Linked DNA regions of Gossypium hirsutum: all the other regions are linked to region 1. Evidence: chromatin contacts called from public Hi-C data. All regions are on one chromosome and are shown on one strand. The core of a region is the stretch at or near the end of the contact, and the rest is flanking DNA. Distances in the headings are between cores, read along the strand shown.

Region 1 (4,853 bases), core at 948-3,447:
GTAAGACCAGTTTCCACAATGTGACTGTGTTTGTGCTCAGCAACACCATTTTGTTCTGACGTATGTGGACAAAAAAGACGATGAAGAATCCCAAGACTAACTAGAACTAAAGCAAAAGTACGAAACTCACCTCCCCAATCACTTTGAAATTTCTTAATAGTCTTTCCAAAATGAGTATTGACCATCTTCTGAAACTAAAGAAAACAGTTAATTGCTTGAGATTTACGTTTAATCAGATAAATCTAAGTAAACCGACTACACATGTCAATTAACAAAATGTAATACAGATTACTGCTACAATCAACAGAAGCTGGTCCCACAAATCAGAGACAACCAATTCAAACAACTCCATATATTCAGTGGTAGAGTGTGAGAAGGGCAACTTATGTTATTTCCCTTTTTGACAAGCAACAAAAACATTATCAAGGCATTTTTTATTCAAAACAATTTGACGCTTGTTAAGTACAAGTTTAACAACTTCAGCAGAAGGGTGACCAAGCCTTTTATACCTTAGTGAGAAAACATCATCATTATTCAATCGGCCACCTAGAACCCCAGTGTTATTAGTAGAAGGAATTGAATCAGAAGGAATAGATGAACCAGCTAAAAATTGGTATAAACCATCACGAACTCGGCCCCGCAGTACAATTACCTGTGTTTGGATGTCCTTAACAACACAATAAAAAGGGGTGAAATTCAAAAAATACATTGTTGTCGACAGCAAATTGAGAAACAGACATATGATTCTTTTGAATACTCGGCACACACAGAACATTAGAAAGGTGTAATAACTTCTTGTTTATTAGTAGAACAATATCCCCAACAGACGAATTTTTAATGGGAGCCCCATTTCCCATTAAAAGTGAAGAATTACCTATATATGGAGTAGCGGCATTCAAATCAGATGCATTTTGACAGACATGATGAATGACCCCTAAATCTGGATACCATGATGAGGTTCCTATCGGCATAGGAGTAGACGAGTTAGTATTACCAAAATCAGAATCATACTGTGTGGCATACGAAAATCAGACGCACGAAAATCAGGAATTCGTGGTAGGTAAACACACTGTGAGGAACCAAAATCAAAAACACGTACTCGTGGTTTAGTCTGCCACAGAACTTCAGAAGTATTATTGGGTATGGAACCTTCAACAAAATTAGCATTAGGCCCAAGTGAACGGGGCCCAAAATTTTAATTAGCATTGACCAACCCAAAATTTTGATTAGCATGGACTGACCCACTGGGCAGCCCATTATTTTGACCACTAATCGGCTCAAATTTCGATCCATTATTTTGGCCACTAACAAATTCAAAATTTTGGCCTGCACTTGGTCTAAACCACGGCCCACACAGATGCCCAAAATTCTGGCTTGCACTTGCTCTAAACCACGGCCCACATGAATGCCCATAATTCTGGCCTGCACTTAGTTCCACAAGATTCGGCCTATGCAGCACATCAGAAGGCCCAACAGATTGCTGACCCAAGACACGCCCAAACTCACCTTGCATATGACGTCCAGCAGCCACACCATAAAGATCAAATGGGCCATCATTAGACCCAAACCCAATTCCATACTCAGCCATATTAGGATGACGATAGAAAGAAGCAACCCTAGCTTACGGCGGCCAACGTTGATTTTGAAAACCCCCCAAAAGATTCTCTCCAGAACCCGAATCACCATAAACACCACCCTGTAGCTTTCGACCACCATATGCAGAGGAGGAAGCTCGCACCGTATTGGAAGCATTTGGACCACCATAAGTACGGTTAAAGCGATAGAAACAACACTGAGCCAAATGACCGAACCTACTGCAGATCTGACACTGCACTCTCAATCGGAAACCAAGGCCATGTGAACGCCCTTCATGCACATCGCGCGACGAACCTGAGTCAACCACCGCGGCAACCAAAGGTTGTTCAACAAGGTGGGCTTGCATCGGAACCTCACGCGCCACCTGCAACTGTCGACTCTCAAACTCCAAGAGAACGTCGACTAGACGCTGAAAAGGAAGCGTCTCCATCAAGAATGAGGCTAGGGTCAACACGATATCAAAGTCTACCGAAAGACCGGCCAAAACAACTTCTACCTTTTCGGCTTCTGACATTGTCGATCCAGAAGCTGCAAGTAACGCACAAACATTTTCTATCTTTGCAACATATTCTCTGACAGTTAATTCGCCCTTTTTTATAGAATGCAGATCATGCTTAACACGAGAGATTTTCGCACCAGTAGAAACTTCAAATAGCCGATTTACGGTGCTCCAAATTTCACACGCAGACTTAGCAAAGGTAAAATACGACAAAATCAATGAACTTATAGTGGAAAGAAGCCAAGATGCTAACAGTTTATCCTGTTAATTAAACAGAGATGCGTCTGGATTTGGAAGAAGCGTACTTTCTGAAGATGCAACAAATTGAGATGGAGCAGCCAATGTGCCCTCCAAGAACCCCTGCAGCTCATATCCCTCTATTATGAGTCGGATATGTTGCTGCCATTGAACAAAGCTCCTCTCCTCTAACTTTACCGTATCACGACGAGGGAAAGATTGAACCAAACGAGCACTTGAAAACGACGAACTCATAGGATCAGCAGAGTTAGAATCGGTTGACGGTGCCATCACGCGAATAATGGAAGCACTCGCCAGGATTAGGCGACTGATACCATTTAAGATACTACACAAAATAGGTATAAATAGAAAAATGAAGTATAGAAGAATTCTTTAGTCATATTATCTTGATCTTAAATGAATACACTGATGACGTTTTATACACATATGAGAACCAACTGCCTAATGAACTGGTTAATAGATTTTGTAACAACCTATCAAACTAACCATTTTAACAACTGTTTAACAGAGAGAAAGAGTTTATTTACTGAGGACATCCAATGCAAAAGTTATAGCAGGCGGTGTCGATGAATCACCGGTGGCTGAAAAAGGTCATTTTGTCATCTACACAGCAGATCAAAAGCGGCATCATGTGCCCTTGTCATATCTCAGCAACAACATATTTGTTGAACTCTTAAAGCTTTTCGGAGGAAGAGTTTGGTCTATCAAGTCATGGTCCTATAATGTTGCCCTGTGATTCGGCCTTGCTTGAATACATGATCTTCATTGTTGGACAAGGGTTGGATAGACACTAGGAGAAAGCTCTACTTAGGTCCATATCTCCAAGTTGCTACTCCCTTTGCACATCTTTCCATCAAGGACAGACAGGTCAACAGTGACTTGTTTGTGGATGGTGAAAAACTTACAGTTGAAAAATGTAAATGATTGAAACTACCATAGTGTAATTATAGAAGGTGTTTAACACAACAATCTTAAGATCAGATTATAATCCGTAACATTTGTTTTAGTTTAATGTTCCATTTTTTCTTAAAACTAACAAAAAAAAAACTTAGTTGTATGGTTGAATTTAAAGCTAGTCAACTATGGAGCAAATCCTTAGAGGGCAAGAAAAATGGAATACATATTTTGACAAACTCACAATTGAACCCCTTCTTCCCTCCTGTCAACATCTTCATTTTACTTCTCCTTTAGTTTAGGGCATATTTTGGTCGCTTATTTGTTAAGGATTTATATTCTCTATATATAATCTAGACAGTTCTTTCATCAAAACAATATGGAGATTGCAAAGAGCATGGAACTTGCAACCCGTTCACATAAACGATCCAGTTTTGCAGGGCCACCCCATGAGGCTTTGTTTCTTGTCTTGGCCTACCTTCCATTATTTGAACTTCTGTCCATGAGTGAAGTTTGCAGGTCACTGAGAGATGCAGTGGAAAAGGATGTACTCCCATGGCTAAACGTCATCGTTGAAAGGCCTTTGAGCTTGAGGTTGTCAGATGAGATTCTGATGAAAATTGCTTCAAAGGCAAATGGTAGGCTAAGAACCTTGGTTCTCATGTACTGTGCCAAAATTACAGATGATGGGCTTCAAAGGGTACTCGACCAAAACCCTCTTATCAGTAAGGTACGAATTTTTTTATTATTTCTTTTCCAAATATACTTCCTTTTAGGATATGGAATGGATAAGATTTCAATGGCAGGGTTTCGTTTTCCTCTATCTTATATATGTGTGGATCAAAAACAACCACACTCAACTCTAAATTATGATCTTCTTTTCTGTGCAGTAAATACAACTTGTGTAATTAAGACATTAATATAAACTAAGAAGTTGTTTTATATGTTGATTCAGCTTCACATACCAGGTTGCACTGGCTTAACCCCTGATGGAGTAATAAGAGCTCTGCAGAAGCTATCCGAATGCCAAGATGGCCTAAAAAGCCTTTGGATAAACGGCATTGCCAACATGAAGAAAGAACACCTCGAAAGGCTTCAATTTTACCTCCAAACAAACCAAAAACTGCCGCAGATTCAGCAAACGAGACAGCCTCTCTTATATCATAATTACAGAAGGTTGCGAGCATATAGATGGGAAGAACTTGGGAGAGTCATTGATGTGGAACTTTGTCCCAAATGCAATGAAGTAAGGGTTGTATTTGATTGTCCTAGAGAGGAATGCAAAAGGAAGAGAGAAAATTCAATGACTGGATGTAGGATGTGCATTTTCTGCATTCCAAGGTGTGAAGAATGTGGCGAGTGTGTCGAAAATGGAGACTTGGAAGAAACCGTTTGTGCTGATACTCTTTGCCTACATTGTTGGATTCAGCTTCCCAAATGCAATTTCTGTAATAAGCCATGCTGTACTCAACATGCCAACATGCAGATAGCTTCAACGGGTTCAATAGGGTGGATTTGTAGTGTTTGCCATGATAAGTCTGATGATTTTGAATAAATTTGAGAGATTATTCGAACATGAGATATATGCACTTGAACCAATTACAAT
Region 2 (4,853 bases), core at 699-3,198, 190 kb after region 1:
AAATGCCTCTAAAATAGTAACAAAATTAATAATAAAATAAGAGTTATACAATATCTAAATAATAATAACAAAATAGTAGCAACATAGTTGTGAAATAGTAGCAAAATAGTCAAAAAAAAAAAGAAAAGAAAATAGCAACAAAATAATAAAAAACAGCAAAAAAAAGAAAGAAAAAGAACTGTAGTTTTTTTTTATTTTGCATGTTTAGACCAGGCTCGAGCCAAAAAAGCCTTACCCGAGGCCCGACCCGTTTTCTAAACGAACTTTTTTTGCCCAAACCCATTTTTCGGGCCTATATTTTTACCCAAACCCTCCCACTTTTTGGGCGAGCCTTTAGGCCGAGCCATGGACAGGTCTAAACACAGCATGACATGTGGCGAAATATGATAAAAAATAAAAATCAATAAAAGTTATAGAAAAATTATAAAATGCTTCTTTTGATACGATAATTTTTATAATTTTTTTACGAAATTTATATTTCTTTACATTTTGTATAATTTTCTTACGACTTTATAAAATTTTATAATTTTTTTATATTTTTATATATTTTATAATTGTTTTCTAATTTTTAATAAAAGTAGGGGCTTAATTTTTTTTTAAAAGTTTGATGGTCTTTTTAATGCATTTTAAAAGTTCAAGTACCCAATTGAGTGCAAAAAGAAGTAGGGCTTAATTGCTTTTATTTTTGAAAAGGTTTAAGGGCCTTTTTGATACATTTTAAAAATTTTTGTATTTTTGTATATTTGGAATTTAATTTTTATAATTTTATTTTCAGAAATTTAATCCTTTTACTTTTTGAATTTAAAAATATAGATCCATTAATTAACATCATTATAATTCTTGTGTTAAATTTATTAAAAATTATTCATTTGATATTCATGTAACAAAAAATGAAATTGTAATTGATCTAAATTTAATAAAAAATTTAAGGGGGTTAAAAATTCTTAAAATCTCACATAACATTTTAGTAAAAATAAAGAATTTAAACTACCAAATGAAATAGTAAATTATATTAAAATTAAATTTTAAATATAAAAATCAAGAGCCATAATTTTTTTATATATTATAGTATAGATATTTTGAAAATTTGTATGACAATATATAAACATGTTAAATTTGAGTTGAAAAAAATAATGTTGAGAAAATAATCGGGCCAAATCCGAATAAATAAAAGCCCATTTTTTAAAATCTGCCATCTGTACGATGAAGTCATAAAATAATAAATTAAAAAAATAAAATAAATCCATTTTCTGCCCTCCTTCCTCGCTAAGAAAAGCACATATACAAAAACCAAACCCCCAGTTTACAAAGCTCAAAATCAAAAAACCTAAGTCAGATCTAACAGTTTTTTTGTCAAAATTTCCCGCAAAAGATATGGCTCTAGAATGGGTAGTGCTAGGCTACACCGCCGGCGCTGAAGCCATCATGTTGCTCCTCCTCACAGTTCCAGGCCTTGACGGACTCCGCAAGGGCTTGATCGCCGTCACACGTAACCTCCTCAAGCCCTTCATGTCGGTGGTTCCTTTCTGCCTCTTCCTCCTCATGGATATATACTGGAAATACGAGACGCGTCCTACCTGTGACGCCGATTCCTGTACCCCTTCCGAATATCTCCGTCACCAGAAATCCATCATGAAGAGCCAGCGCAACGCGCTTCTCATCGCTGCAGCTCTTATTTTGTACTGGCTTCTTTACTCTGTTACTAACCTTGTTGTTAAGATCGAGCAGTTGAATCAGCGAGTTGAGAGGCTTAAGAATCGCGATTGAGATAAGTGCTGCGAATTTTAGATCTGTTGTATTTGGGCTACTTCTTTTTCTTTTCTTTTTAATAATCTTTTTGTTTGAATTTCATCTCTGATGTGTTTGGATGATTTGAGAGATTTATCTTGAAAGAATTATATGTTGTTATTATTGCATCTCTGTTATTCAATTTACGATTTGATTAAAAAAAAGTTGGGGTTTGGTTCAAGTTATCGCTATTGTTTCAATATTGACAACTGCTTTTGGAGTTGAAATTTAGGATTTAGTATCCAATTAGAACAAGTTGATTATCGTTTGGAACTTGGTTATGCAAGGCAACATGATGATCGAATGGACATAATTGAAGCTGTGATATCCAATGCCTCAAATTGTATACTTACCCTATAGCTTTCTACATTGGTACAGCGTTATATCATTCTCTAGTAAAACGTTTGAAATATGGATTTGAAGCTAGGGCAATAATTTTTCTATACCTATTCGATGCTCTAGAAGGACGATTGCCTTACGGTAACCATTCATTCTTGAACGCCAATTTAGCTTCAATTCTTTACTGGTAAGCTCGTTATCTTTGGAGTTTTAAGCACTTGAAGTTTGTGGGCGAACTTTTTTTTTCCAATTTTTGAGTTCATCACTATATTATCTTGGACCTTACGATCATCCATTCATGAATCATGATGAGATTTTAATCAAAGATTCTGTAGCTACTGACCCTGATTGAACCTCAGTACTTCCAAGAAGGTGAGCTTACAGCTTGGGTGCTGAACCCTTTGGCCGAAGCTTTGATTCCCTTTCCGATGCCTCACTTATTCTGGTAAAACTATAATTGATCCCTTAATATATGGATGAGATCATTTTGACTGCCCATGGTGCAAGGAGATGTCGGAATCTCGAACAGCAGCATAATGATCGGCGGAAGAAGGAACAAAATGTTTCCAGTGGCAAAACCGATCTTCTCTCGGTTACTACTACTATCTTTGATGGTTTGTTGTTGGGGGTGGTGGGGGGGGGGATATGAAATGAACTTTAAATTTGACAGGCAAGTTTGCTAGAACCTTGTGGAACACGGCAAATGAACGATTCTTTTCTAGGGGACCTTGGCTCCTCTTGTTCATTTAATAAGGTAGAAGTTTAATAAGGTAGAAGTAGGGGTGTTCATTCGGTTAACCGACCGGTTAACCGATCCGAAATAGCATTAACCGAATTAACCGATCTTTCAAAATTTTTAACCGTTAACAAAACCGAAATTTTTTCAAAAAAATTAACCGAACCGAAATTTTTTCGGTTAATTCGGTCGGTTAACCGAATTAACCGAAAATTATATGTTTTTTATTTTTGGTTAAAAATTAACCGAATTAACCAAATTAACCAAATTACCCGAATTAACCGAATTACTCGAATTAACCGAATTACTCGAATTAAATCATACATAATTAAATTATTTTTTAGACTTTTATACTTTAGTTTTAGTTTTAGAATTTTATTTTTATTTATTAAATTTTTTGTAATTTTTATGATTGGGTTGGGTTGAGTAATTGGGTTGGATTGAATACTTGGGTTTGAAGTGGGTTTAGGTGAATAGTGGGCCTATTTATATATTATAATTTTATTTATTAATTTTTTCGGTTAACTGACCGGTTTCGAACCGAATTAACCGTTAACCAAAAAATTAAAAAATAATTAACCGACCCCCGACCGAAAAATTTCGGTTAACCGATCGATTAATCGAATTTGGTCGGTTAACCGAATTTTTTCGATTTTACCCGAATTTTGCACACCCCTAGGTAGAAGGTGCCCAGTTTGAGAAGGGCATGACTTGGGCTTTGCGGAGACTGAAGTGGAAGTTGGAACTTCGGATTCAAACTCCAAGCAAAGATCTCTTCCTTTTGGGAGTGAGATTGAAGCACATATGTACACGGCCATTGGAGGTCTCGACTAGAGCTTTGACAGTCTAGGGTTGGCTTAGATGTACATTGTAAATGAGTTAAATTTTACTGGGATGCGCACTTCTTTACGTTTATATATTCAAATTCTTCTCTTTGGTGATTTTTTCATTTCAATTTCAATTTCAACTTCAAAGTGGATGGAAACATTCTGCGTATTCAAAGCTCTAGGGATTGGCAATAAGCTAATGAGTGGATGAATCATGAATGTGAATATACAGATTAATTGGAGGAAAAGTTAACGTAGTGGATTGGAAACTCGAAAAGGCTTGGTCTGATTGTTCGACTTGGGTCGAGTTACAAAAAAAAATGGGGACAAAAATCTTGAGTAGACAATAGGCAAAACATTCAACGTTTGAAGTATTAATATAATGGTTAACTAAAAAAAGTATGGGTATTGTACGTGGTGGAATGTTATTGGTTTAGATAAGCGAGAAAGAGGGCGTGTATTTGGTTATGAACAATTCAAAGTGTGGGTGGGGTCCATTGTCCGTTTCATCTGCCAATTACATCTACCTATTATTAACAGTTACGACATCAAAAAAATTCTGTTATCGACAAAAGACCAACTGATCCTCCGAGGTAAGGTAAGGTAAACCCTCTTTGTTCTTATTTCTTCATTGTTGATTTTCTCAGTCTGCTATAACTTTTTATAATTCTAATTTCCCTCACTCATTTCTTCGGCATCAATTTACTTCCTTCATTACCTTTTTTTGTTTCCTTCCTAATCTTCTTCTTTGTTGTTATTGATATTGCTCTTATTCATATTCAGTTTGGAGCTTCAAACCAAAAAGGACATTTACCCAGAGAAATAATAATGGATGAAATGAAAGGCAAATGGAGTGGATTCATGAAGAAAGTCAACAACCAATTTTCATCATCTGGGAATTTCAAGGGGCAAGGTCGAGTCTTGGGTTCCTCTTCTTCTGGACCCGTTAACCCCATCCTTACCCGTCCCTCCCCACCTCACACCCCTTCTCCCAAGCCTATTCCTCCCTCATCTTCTTCCTCCTCTTCCACTTCCAAGCCTTCTTTGCCCTCTAAATCTTCAAATTCCGATCAAAACACGCCCAGCAATCCTGAACCACCTCAGAAGCCGGAAAATGGGTTCGACCCTTACGGTTCATTGATCACTTCTAGCAAGGTATCCAA
Region 3 (4,853 bases), core at 783-3,282, 160 kb before region 1:
TATTACTGTTTCAATTTGGCCCATGTTGCTGCGTAGCGTGTTGGAGGATGGGGTTAATTTCCCTTTTGGTCCTCCACTGTTAATTGCGTATTCTATTTAGGCCATTTGCATTTTATTTATTTCAAATTTGCCCTAAACTTCTGTTTTAAGTTTAAATTAGTCATTTTATTATTATTGCTATTAAATTAATTATTTTCAATAGCATTATCATTATTATTATTATTATTATAGTTATATTATATATTATTATTATTATATCTACACGCATATGTATGTTAATATATATATGTATATATTTTAAACGTTTTTTAATACATAGGCATATTATGTATATATTTTATTATTATTTTATTTTCATAGTTTTTATATATTTTATATACATTTATATTTTATAATTTTTATATTTTCATATTTTATAATTTATATATGTTCATACATTCTTTGTAATATATATATGTACTTTTTAGAATTATCATAAGTTTTTTTTTGTTATTATTTTGTTTTGGTGTATTTCATGTTTTTATATATGTATATATATATATGCTTGTTTTAATATATGCATATACATGTTTTCAAAATTTATTTATGTATTATACTTATATTTTGAAAATACATATATACATATAATTTAAAGTAAAGTATTTGTTTCATATCGCATTAACATTTTTTTAACATATCTTTTAAAAAATACATATTTTGGTTTTGATAAAACATTAAAATCATTTTCTTTTGATTCAAAGACTTTTAAAATAAAAGCGATATTCAAAGTTTGGGATTTTTGAGGAAATTGAGCCCTAACGTATTGGGTTTCGATTTTCTTTGTTAATTCCAAATAATTGAGAATATTCATTATTCAAAATGTATAAGTAAAAATCATTTTTGGGAACTTAATTTGTTGTGTCCTAACGTATTGGGCATGACATAATTGCTTTCTCGAGATGAAGATTTACTTATAAAGTAAAAGTGATATTCAAAGTTCGGGGATTTAGAGAAATTGTACCCTAGCGTATTGGGTCTTAATTTCTTTGTCTGACTTGAATAATTGATTATCCTTTTCAGATTTCAATATTTGAGTTTAACAAAATCTTTTTAATTTTCGACACTAAGACATTAAATAGTCAATTTGGTACCGATTTTGGGCGTTACGAGGGTGCTAACCCTTCTTCATGCGTAATTGACTCCCGAACCTATTTTCTTAAAATTTGCAGACCAGAATCGTTTGTAAGGTGAGCCGGTCACACCTCAATAAAGGATCGGTGGCGACTCAAATTCTTGTTTTTTAAAGTCGATAACTAAATTTTAGTTTTCAAAAAATGGTTTCTGCAAATTTAATTTTGTTTTTATTCCTAAGATTTTGTATTTGGTGGATTGGAAATTTAGTGTTGATCGTAGAGATATAGGCTTGAAATCTCTGATAGACTTAGCAAAAGAGAAAGCTAACTGCTAATCGCTTGCTTTAGTAATAAAATGAAACCACATTCTTTACTAAATAGTTGAATTTGAGTAAAATTAATTTTACTTTTAAGTGAAATAAAAAATTAAATTTTAATTATGATTATTATTTTAATAAAATATTTAAAATTTATATAAATATATATACTAAATATTTATAAATTTTAATTGAATGTATATTCACAAACCAACTGAATCTAAAATCTTTATCCTTATCCATGGTTCCTCATCTCTCAGTTCATTGGTTTCATGTTTTAAAACAAAGGAAGATCAAATACTGTCAAGAAATAAGAAGTGTTGCAGCAAACTGGTGGTTAAAATTGTTATATTCTGTTAGCAGTTAAACCTTCTGTTACAATGTCAGTTGATGTGTACTTCAGTATAATGTGAAGATTAGCTCTGTTGTTGGGTTTCATCGGTGGCGGCTTATTGTAGCAGTCGCTTTATTTGACTTGGTCTTGCTGACGTCAGCTTCCTTTCATTTCTACGAAATTTGGTAGAAAGGTCAGCTTGTGTGCATTTATGATACGATGGAAATTGGTTTTTATTTTTTCTCAACGCGCCAAACGATATTCTGACAATTCCTAGATTTATTTGAGGACGGTTTATGTGGTGAAAGCGTGTTGTTTGTGTTATTTCTTCTTGCTTCAACTTTCTATATATAAACATAAACATAAACCTGTCGTCTTTGTTTTCCCTGGTAGCCTTCAACTTTATTTTTCCTGCAGGAAGTTAAGTCTGAAGAACACAACATCTGCAGTCATGACCAAATACCCCACGAACCAATCAACCTCCGCAAATCCTCATCACTTTGTGCAAGAAGCTCCAGTAACTGGTGTTCCCATTAACCCCCAATATCCTCAGCAAAATTACACGCAACCGCCTAGGAACGTCCCTTGGTCCACCGGACTCTGTGATTGCTGCTCTGATCTGCCTAACTGTAAGCTTTTCCTTTCTATTAAACCTCTCATCCTTTTTTGTTCCTGTCTAAACCCAAAATAGTCTTTCTTTTTGAGATTTTAAGTTGGACTCTCATCATTGTTTTTTTTTTTTTTGTACTTACTTTATTTAATTGAATTTTTACAGGTTGCCTCACATGTTGGTGTCCTTGCATCACTTTTGGACGAATTGCTGAGATCGTCGATCATGGATCGACCTGTAAGTTTTTTTTTTGGGATTGAATAAGATGCAAGTTATGAAGAAGAAAGGGCGGTGGGTTAATATGTAAAAAATGGTGCAGCATGCGGAGTAAGTGGAGCACTGTACGCATTAATTGGAATATTGACGGGGTGTCCTTGCATATACTCCTGTGTCTATCGTTCCAGGATGAGGAGTGAATACATGTTGGAAGATAGGCCTTGCAACGATTGCTGCCTTCATTTTTGCTGCGAGGCCTGCGCCTTGTGTCAAGAATATCGCGAGCTCAAAAACCGTGGCTTCGACATGTCTCTTGGTACTATTTTTTGTTTTTTTTTTTTGAAGAAAAGAAATACTTTATTTTAAATTTTCACTTAATTCCATGCATTTCCATGGTTTGGAATATGTAGGATGGCATGGAAATATGGCGAGGCAGCAAAATCAAGGCCTCCAAATGCCATCGGCTCCGGTGATGGAAAGTGGCATGAAAAGATAATTTCATCTATATTTTGGATGGTTCTCGATGATATTTATTTTATTATTGTTATTATTCATGTGATGCCACTGTGGCTCCAATGATGGAGAAGTGGCATGGAATGATATTCTCACCTATATTTCGGACGGTTTTCGATTAAGTCTTTCATTTGATGTGAGTGTGGCTGAGTGTCGTCATTATATATTAAATTACATTAGCTGCGATGAAATATCACATGTTTTTTTTAAAAAAAAAATTAAAATATCTATATATAAGCATTTCATTACTTTGGGCAACCGGTTTGCCATTACCTCAAATAAAACCTACTCAAAATTGCATACAGCCTGCTGGGATAGTCCCTTGGTACAATAAATTTGATAAAATAGATAAACGGGAATTAATTTATATTTAATCTAAATAAAAAAAATATTGGGAATTGAAAGAAAAAGAAATTTAAAAAAATCTAGCTGTAAATATTTTATTATTTCCTTCATTAATTAAATATAGATTTTAAAGTTAAGCAAAAAGAAACCATTTTGGTTGTAATTAGGTTGTCATGGTTTGGTAAACAAAACAGGTGATTTTAGAATATGTCAAAGGTGGTAAAATGTTTGGTGATTTAACTGAAAATTACATACAAAAAGGCTCGGCATATTTGGTTAGAAATGGGTGTAGATTAATTAAAGACAGTCAGCAGACTTATCTTGCAAAGTTTCAATATAAACCCATTTCTCTTCCTCATTTCGTGCCTCTTTTGGTGTCCATTCAATGGTTGTTCTTTTATCATATATGTTAAAATAAATAAATAAAAAATGAACTGTTTATAAACAACAAATAACTTTGAACACGTGTCGAAATAATATTTAGAATTGGAGCCCAAAAAATAAAGAAGAAAGAAGAATGAGAAAGACGGACACCAAAGGGGAGCAGAGGAAATCTGTTCTCGTTGAATAGGTTTCTTTTCCCCCCATAGATTTCAAAAGCCTTTCAACATCCATCCATTCGTCTTCTTTTTCTGTTTTGAATTAATAGGGTAACTCTTTAATAGAACACCCACCGACCATCGCCATGTACCCAATAGAACATCCACAATGGCCACCAGCACCTTATCATTATGGGCAACCGGCTCCACCACCTTTCGCTCCTGTTGCTGACCCAAACCAGCAAATGCGTAATCAAAACTATTACATGCACCCTGCTGGGAAAGTCCTGTGGTCCACAGGACTCTGTGATTGCTGCTATGATATTCCGAACTGTAAGCTTTTCCTTTTCCTTTTCCTTTTCCTTTTAATTCTTTTGGAACCCGAAAATGGGTATTTGTTATCATCATTGAAATGTTTTTTTTAGGTATCATCACATGTTTTTGTCCTTGCATCACCTTTGGACAGATTGCTGAGATTGTCGATAATGGATCAGTCTGTAAGCTTCTTTTTTTCTTCTTTTTGGTTTAAATTTAATTGGTTTGGTGTTTTAGTTAGTTATTTGAATGCGTGAGTTGCAGCATGCCTAGCAAGTGGAGTTCTGTACTCAATAATATTTTGGATGTCGGGGCTAGCTTGTATGTACTCATGCTTCTATCGCTCAAGAATGAGGAATCAATACATGTTGGCAGAGACACCGTACCCAGATTGGTGCCTTCATCTTTGCTGCGAGGTCTGCGCCTTGTGTCAAGAATACCGCGAGCTCAAAAACCGTGGCTTCAATATGAACATTGGTACGTTATTAATTTACATTTTTAAGCCTTCTTTTCACTCCATTAAATATTATCATTTGATGTATCTACATTTCT

The links. Hi-C and Micro-C count contacts between places; a contact is called where the count stands out from the background.
Region 2: a Hi-C map of leaf shows a contact between it and region 1, with 3 times the contacts expected there. The contact joins the promoter of LOC107922091 here to the promoter of LOC107922203 in region 1. A contact is called at or near these places in 13 of 34 Hi-C or Micro-C datasets (anther, callus, hypocotyl and 2 more).
Region 3: a contact with region 1 is called in a Hi-C map of leaf, with 3 times the contacts expected there. The contact joins the promoter of LOC107920937 here to the promoter of LOC107922203 in region 1. A contact is called at or near these places in 15 of 34 Hi-C or Micro-C datasets (anther, callus, fibers and 3 more).

What each region holds. Positions count from the first base shown.
Region 1 is chrD01:45,396,372-45,401,224 of Gossypium_hirsutum_v2.1, reverse strand. It overlaps LOC107922203 (F-box protein SKIP28), which reads left to right and starts at 2,197. Exons shown (of 4, transcript XM_016852097.2): 1 at 2,197-2,294; 2 at 2,372-2,691; 3 at 2,862-3,977; 4 at 4,203-4,821. The coding sequence starts at 3,627. The coding sequence ends at 4,802.
Region 2 is chrD01:45,210,272-45,215,124 of Gossypium_hirsutum_v2.1, reverse strand. It overlaps LOC107922091 (plant UBX domain-containing protein 2), which reads left to right and starts at 1,948. Exons shown (of 5, transcript XM_041086535.1): 1 at 1,948-2,881; 2 at 3,543-4,283; 3 at 4,474-4,853. The coding sequence starts at 4,519. It overlaps LOC121213660, which reads left to right and starts at 1,207. Exons shown (of 1, transcript XM_041086536.1): 1 at 1,207-1,911. The coding sequence starts at 1,375. The coding sequence ends at 1,767.
Region 3 is chrD01:45,551,220-45,556,072 of Gossypium_hirsutum_v2.1, reverse strand. It overlaps LOC107920937 (protein PLANT CADMIUM RESISTANCE 2), which reads left to right and starts at 2,032. Exons shown (of 4, transcript XM_016850770.2): 1 at 2,032-2,392; 2 at 2,539-2,610; 3 at 2,693-2,905; 4 at 3,000-3,224. The coding sequence starts at 2,215. The coding sequence ends at 3,085. LOC107920936 (protein PLANT CADMIUM RESISTANCE 2) reads left to right here and starts at 3,520. Exons shown (of 4, transcript XM_016850768.2): 1 at 3,520-4,319; 2 at 4,412-4,483; 3 at 4,566-4,778. The coding sequence starts at 4,133. It overlaps LOC107920964 (a long non-coding RNA gene), which reads right to left and starts at 108. Exons shown (of 2, transcript XR_001690841.2): 1 at 1-108.